2 separate regions of the Zea mays genome follow, and region 1 is linked to region 2. Evidence: chromatin contacts called from public Hi-C data. All regions are on one chromosome and are shown on one strand. Each heading gives the region's core, a stretch centred on a gene start, on an enhancer-like site or on the middle of the called end of the contact. The rest is flanking DNA. Distances are from core to core; before and after follow the strand shown. Region 1 holds the start of LOC103629111 (probable protein phosphatase 2C 77). Region 2 holds the start of LOC100281578 (chloroplast outer envelope protein 86).

Region 1 (3,510 bases), core at 642-3,141, 740 kb after region 2:
TGACCAACAGAGTCATACGGAGTATGCCCTATACTTCTCTCGAGTGAGAGAGATAGAGAGATATTGAGAGGGGAAAAAATTAAATACATTTTATGTTTTGGATGTTTCGCAGCTAAGCAATGGACTCGTTCTCGCTTTCGTCGTCTAGCTATAGTAGTTTCTTAAATAAGAGCTAGTTGCGTTGCTTTTGCATAATAAGAATAATACAAAAGAGTGCTCCATGCATGAGAAGCTAATTATTAAGAGTTACAATTAATTCCATATGCTATATATAATTTTGTTTTTTTAATATTGACGGCATTCAACTTGAGTTTAGAGTTTAAAATCCGTACATGTATGTTTACTATGGTAATTGATGAACCGCTAACTGTATCCTATTAATTAAACAAAATACTACAAAGCCATGTTGGTGTAACACCTCATTCAATCCCTGTACCGATGGTACTTACTTCTGTCAGCTCTTTACGATTATATATCATCCTCACATACCAACATAGGTTTTTTGTGCACACTTTGTCTTCACTCATGCGCATCCGAGAAAACTTTTCGGTCGGTCACTCATCCCAAATTGTTTCAAGCCAAGCACACTTAACTTGGAGGTTTTTTCGAAATAGGCTTCCGAAAAAGAAGATGCATCTTGTTGGTATGAATATTTTTTAAATTTTATTAAGCCTTGGATCAGGACATCACCATCCCAGGGGCCAGGATATCACAGTTGGTTTCTTCAGTTTTAATTATTGATGAATTATTCTTAAATGGATCATGGTATACATTGTAACTATTAAACTAGAGTGTGTATATTTCACACAAGTCATACATATGTAGACTAGTATGCACTTATTTGAGTGTTTTTATATTTTTCAATCCCAAAAATTAATATGAGGTCAAACTACCGTATCAGTATCATTGATTGATTGAATTTATAGTTTTTACAAGATCGATGATCACGAAATTAATAAGCACTAGCCATGGAAATTTATCCAGAAAATGTAGATTTCTTCCACACCGTGTCGTTGTTCGTCAGATATATTCTTGTATGATTTTCATTTGGAAAAGAAACTAGACCATTCAGAACACCTAGGCAGGTTAGATGTTAGAACACCTAGGCAGGTTAGTTGATCGAGCTAGCTGATAAAATGCGCGTACCGTACCAATTGGGAGGCTCCGTGATCAGTGATGACAACCCCATAGCCATCCTCCATGGCGTGCCTGACCCCTCTCCTGCTCGCCAGGCAGAAGCCCTCGCCCTGCACTTCCAGTTCGGTGGCCAACTCTGCCTCCACCGCGCCGAACGGGTCGACCCCGGGAGCGCAGGGCAAGGGCGGCGGTATGGCAAGTCTGGTCGGCCTTCCCCTCGCCGCCTTGGCCGTCTTCGTCTCCGCAACTCTCTCGGCAGGCTGCTGATGCTTGAGCGCCGGGACAACGACGACGACCGCTGGCTGCGCCGACGACGACAGCGCTGTCAGCTGGTCCTTGGGGTCGTCGAGAGCCATCAGCGGGCCCGCCGGGTGCACCTTCATGTAGGGCGCCGCCCTCGCCGGCTGCTGCCATGTTGGCGCGGGGATCGCTGAGGTCGACGTCGGGGAGCAGAGGGGCATGAGGAGGAGGATGCTGCGGATGAGCGCGTGCGCGAGGCGGGCGACGGCAGAGCACAGGAACCTGGCGCCGTGGAGCATCGCTCCGATCCGGCGGCAGGATAAACGGAGACCGTACGTCGGCTGGAGGACCCGAACCCGATGCGCTTCTTCTTGGATTAGGTGTGCTACTATTCCTGCGGGGGGCGGTTGAAAGAAGCTGGCGGAGGTACGTAGCGTAGTGGCTTTGGTTGGACGGGGTTTGGTTACGTAGTACGTTTATATATAGGTAGTAGGCGGGAAGGAAAGGATCCGAGACCGAGAGAAGGGGTCATCAGGTTGACCGGTCAAATTTTACAGTTTTTTTTTATATCCAAGGATTGAATCGAGCGGCGAGCGCGGGCGCGAGCAGGTGCAATCAATTTTGTTTGTGTGTGACTGTGTGTGAAGCGTTTCTATTAGGTTCATCTTTCTCCGGTGCTCCATAGGATACAACGAACAAAATCATTTTAAAAAAATAGGTTAGCTGGTTTTAGTTTTTTCGGGTACCGGAAACCGTGTACCTGAAGTAGGCTGATGACCTTTTAACGGCTCACTTATCGTCCAAGCCTCAACCGAGCAACTCAGCGAGGCGGAGCGTCTGACCAAACCTTCGCCGAGCAACTCAGCAAGGTGGAGCACCTAACCCGACCTCTGTCGAGCAACCCAGTGACACGAAGTACCCACGCGACCGATCAGATACCCGCGCGAGGCGGAACGACTGACCAACTCCTGACAGAGCAAGCAACTCGGTGAGGCGGATGACCTAATCTAGTACTACTGATCCACATCAGCTACGACAAGACGCGTCATCCCTAGGCCATGTCCAAACATACATGCGACACACTGAAGGTGTGTCGAGAGGTCCCTGTCGACATGACTTGACGCCCCCGCGTACGGTCTCAAATGTATCCCCCCACCACATTGTGGGGCCAGTCAACCCCGGTCATAGGGGACCTTAGTACCGAAGTCTCTACATTGACCCGCATACCGGAAAAGGACGTCACGATACGCCATACTGGGTGTATGTCTACGCACGACGGAAGATGATACAGGGCTCATGACGACTGAAGAAGCCACGCTTCGCACGGCGCTCCATAAGACTGGTCCGTGGGACCCGCCGCGCACCACTATGAAGACATTAGCAACAGACTCGCTACAGGGATCCGTATGGCAGACGGGCACGGTGGTACGCCATACTGGGAGCACGGCTACGCACGACACCACATACGACGTAAGGGACATTACATCAACCCAGGGGGGAACAGATCGCCCCCATACCAATAGAGAACATGTCTCACCTGTAAGGTTGACCCTTGAACTATAAAAAGGTTCTCACACACATAGCAGTTGTGACACACTCTAAGGCAATACTACGATCAACACAACACTAGACTAGGGCGTAAGCCTGAACCAGTATAAACTCTTTGTCTCAAACCCTAGGATCGAGTCCCAACGATTCATCATTTGGAGTGAGTCCGCGCTAGCATCCCCCACCGAACACAGATATTATTGTCCCCTAGTTTCTGAAACCACGACAGTTGGTGTGTCAGGTAGGGGACCGTTAGAAAACCAAGTGACATCTTTCACTCCGATGGCTCAGTCTCCAACATTCGATGAGGTCCTAGGCCCGCTCATCCGCGGTGATGTAAATGTCGGCTTCCCTGAACAATTGTTCGAAGGTGGGCAGCGCCTTTTGAAGTATGGCCCGGACGAAGGCCGAGTCGTTGGATCCTCGATAGAAGTCTTCAATCACAGTCGTTGTCGGTGTTTCGGGTCCGACCGCGCACCCAGGGTTACCCCCCAAGGTGCTTTTAGGAATAGGACGGTGTTACCGACTGTAGCTCGATGGTTCGTGCTGGGCGCACGAGAAATAGTAGACGATGATGTACAGGTT
Region 2 (3,412 bases), core at 6-2,505:
CGCCGCCGGTTCTCAACGCAGTGATTGGCGCCTAGATCGGCACCAACAATACCCATGCCTTGGCTATTTATGTTCGGCCAGTTATTAAGAAATGAAACCGTACACAGGTTTCAAAATGGTACCTGATCTAGGCAGCCTACTGTTGACACAAGGCACCCATGGGTCCCCAGAATTTCGGTAATGTGATGTCATTAGCTGCATATGGAAAACGATAATTTGTTAATGTTAAAAGCAAAATCATTTGATAAATGATCAAAGGTTGGTTCCCACAACGGACAAAAGTAGGCAATGCAATAAGGTAATTTGCATGTGAACACATTGCGAGGGAAGTCATAAGGCCTAAATTTTTTATTTAAAAATAAAATAAATAGCAGAAGTTTACTGACTAACTTCCAGGTGATTTTATTCAAAGCCTGCTTATTTGGAACAAAAAGAAGCTTAAACTACAAGCATTAGATTCCTTGTTTGACAAAGTATACAACTATGAGACAGTTTGCTACTTAAGAGTAAATTGATCTCTTGAGCATTGGAGAAGTACTGATTGTTAAATAAGATATATGAGAATGGCCGGCTAGAGGCGCTCGAACACAAGGTGGTTGCGGTACACCAACCCAGGCTAAGCGTGAGGGGGCACGTCCGCGGGGCTGGGGAGGGAGCGGGGACGGACGGAGGAGGCCACCGTCACTGCCAGGCACGGGCCTCCCGTCACCGCCTCGCCCACGGAGTCAGCGGATAGCCTCTTGTCAAGCAAGAACATGAGCAGCCCCCCCCCCCGGCGTAGGCGAGTGCGAGGAGTAGGGCGGCGACCGCGACGCGCCTCCGCGCCCAGGCTTCCTTGTAGTGAGTGGCGGCGGCGGATTGCTGCGCGGCTGCCGGTCCTCGTCGATGCGCGTGCGTTGGGGGGGGAGGAGGGAGCGAAGGATAGGGGTGCAGGAGCGAGAAAATCATAAAAAGCGATGAGGTGAGCGGCGAGGGCCGACAGGGAGACGGGGGAGGACGACAGGCAGGCGCGAGAGGTAGGTTGCGACAGGGGTATCGTAAGGTGGACCTAGCATGGTATCCCTATGGACGTCCTTGTTAAGCTCTTATAGAGTAGTAATTGACTCTTATAGAGTAGTAATAGACATAGATAATAGACAATAGATTTTAATTATACTAAAAGAGAGGAGCCAATAGCAATAAACTTTTATGGAGGAGCCAAACTGTAATAGCAATAAACTCGCTCGGTTGAGCCAGCCACGCAAAAAAGGGGATAAACGAATAGACCCACCGCATCTCAACATCCTCTCCTCGTCTTCTCCCAACGCCGCCGCAGCGTTCTTGTCGGGCTCCGGTCAGGTACGTCGAGCTCGGGCCAGTTGCGATGTCCCTGCTTGGTTTTATTATACGGGAGATTCGGCAGTCCGCTACGAGGTGAAGTGGGAGAACGGGGAGGAGGGTGAAAGATTGGGGTTTCCTCGCTCTTTAACTTGGGGCAGATTTGTTCTCTGATTTTCTTCTACCCCCCTCTGCAGGTGAAGTATGCTGATGAACTTCAGGGACTGGATCTCGTACCGGCTCGGTTCCTCGCTGCTGTCCGCCAGGCCGTTCGCGCTTTCCCCCGGTGCTGATGACGGCGCCTCCGAGGGTGATGCTCATGGTGCGCTCCCTTTCCCTGGTGATTGTTGTTTTCAACAACGGCGTTCCCCATGGTTATAGACTTGGAATTTTTGTTTCTCTGAAATGTCATCTTGTAGTCTAGTCTGCTGTTGCTGAAAATAGTCTTGATGTTGTTAGGCTTAAAACCTAGCCCTCAGTTATATGATATGGAACCGGATAAATTGACCAGATGGCCTATTGCATGTCATTCTTATTCGCCATTCCCATCACACGGGCCTAATTACTGGGGCTTGCAGGAGAGGCTAGTGTGCTTGCGATGGGACTGAGGGTTTTTGCCTTTCCGGGTTGGTCTGGCAATGTGCTTGGCTTAATCTTTTGGCTATTCATATTAGGTTTTTAGCATGTTTTAGGATTTTTTGTAGGGATAGGGCTTTTACTATTATATTGGGAATTTAGCATGTCATACTAATCATTACGTCTAACGGACAAAGCGAACACATTGGTTTTTCAGCTTCCATCGTTGTATGTGTTACTGCAACCCCATGATGTGCTCTTAACCAAAAAAAAATTATTGCTTCTTTTTTTCTGTCAGCTACATCCTGATGTGTCCTATACTGTCCTCAAGGACCCTCTTGCTAATTATCATTTTTAATTTCATCACATGTGGGCATATTTTAAATTCTATGATACATTTTTTATCCTCCTGTTCTTAATAATTTTAATGTGGCTTGCTTAATGAATGTTATAATTCAGGTACAGCACACAATGACTTTGTAGATACTGTTACTGCCAATACATTTTCTTCTAATGATATGCGGGCGTCAGAGGTCACAGCCAACTCTGGTAGTGGTGCAATTTATTCTGGTATTGTTCAACAAGATGATGATAATAAGAAGTCAGATCCACTGATGAAAGTCGAGGCGCTTCAAATCAAGTTTCTGCGGTTAGTATACAGGACTGGAGTGTCTCCCAGTGCTGATGTAGTTGCACAGGTTCTGTACAGATTGCAGCTTGCAAATTTGATTAAAGCCAGTGAATCAGATGCAAGGAGAACAAACCTAGCTATCAACAAAGCTAGGGTTATAGCAGCACAGCAGGAAGCACCGGGTGGGCCTGATCTGGATGTCTCAATGCAAATCCTTCTTCTGGGGAAGTCTGGTGTGGGAAAGAGTGCCACAATAAATTCAATTTTTGATGAGAGGAAGGTTGCTACTGATGCTCTGGTTCCTGCTACTCATAGGATAAAGAAAATTGAAGGAACAATTAAAGGAATAAGAGTCACAGTCATCGACACACCTGGCCTGGTGTCTCATTACCATGGCCAAAGGAGGAACATGAAGATTCTGAATTCTGTCAAGCACTTCATTAAGCGATCCCCACCTGATATCATCTTATACTTTGAGCGTTTGGACCATATTAACAGCAGATACAGTGATTACCCACTGCTGAAGCTTATGACTGACATATTGGGGTCTCCAATGTGGTTCAATACTGTCCTTGTAATGACTCACTGTTCCTCATCTCCTCCTGAAGGACCAGATGGTTACCCATTGGAATATGATACTTATACGCGTTACTGCAAGAATGTGGTGCAGCGTCACATCCAGGCTGCAGTTTCCAACACGCAGTTGGATAATCCATTTGTGCTCATAGACAATCATCCAATGTGCAGACGAAACACCAAGGGTGAAAGGGTTTTACCAAATGGGCAGGTATGGGTATCAGAACTGCTGCTGCTGTGTGGGGCAACCAAGTTGCTGACAGAAGCAAATTCCTTGCTTAAGTTTCAAGATAGCTTCCTACTGTCACAAGC

What was found. Hi-C and Micro-C count contacts between places; a contact is called where the count stands out from the background.
Region 1: a contact with region 2 is called in a Hi-C map of ear, with 2.7 times the contacts expected there. The contact joins the promoter of LOC103629111 here to the promoter of LOC100281578 in region 2. A contact is called at or near these places in 2 of 25 Hi-C or Micro-C datasets (ear and tassel).

What each region holds. Positions count from the first base shown.
Region 1 is chr6:27,481,487-27,484,996 of Zm-B73-REFERENCE-NAM-5.0, forward strand. It overlaps LOC103629111 (probable protein phosphatase 2C 77), which reads right to left and starts at 1,892. Exons shown (of 3, transcript XM_020540200.3): 1 at 1,152-1,892. The coding sequence starts at 1,676.
Region 2 is chr6:26,742,734-26,746,145 of Zm-B73-REFERENCE-NAM-5.0, forward strand. It overlaps LOC100281578 (chloroplast outer envelope protein 86), which reads left to right and starts at 1,256. Exons shown (of 3, transcript NM_001368322.1): 1 at 1,256-1,338; 2 at 1,515-1,639; 3 at 2,353-3,412. The coding sequence starts at 1,522.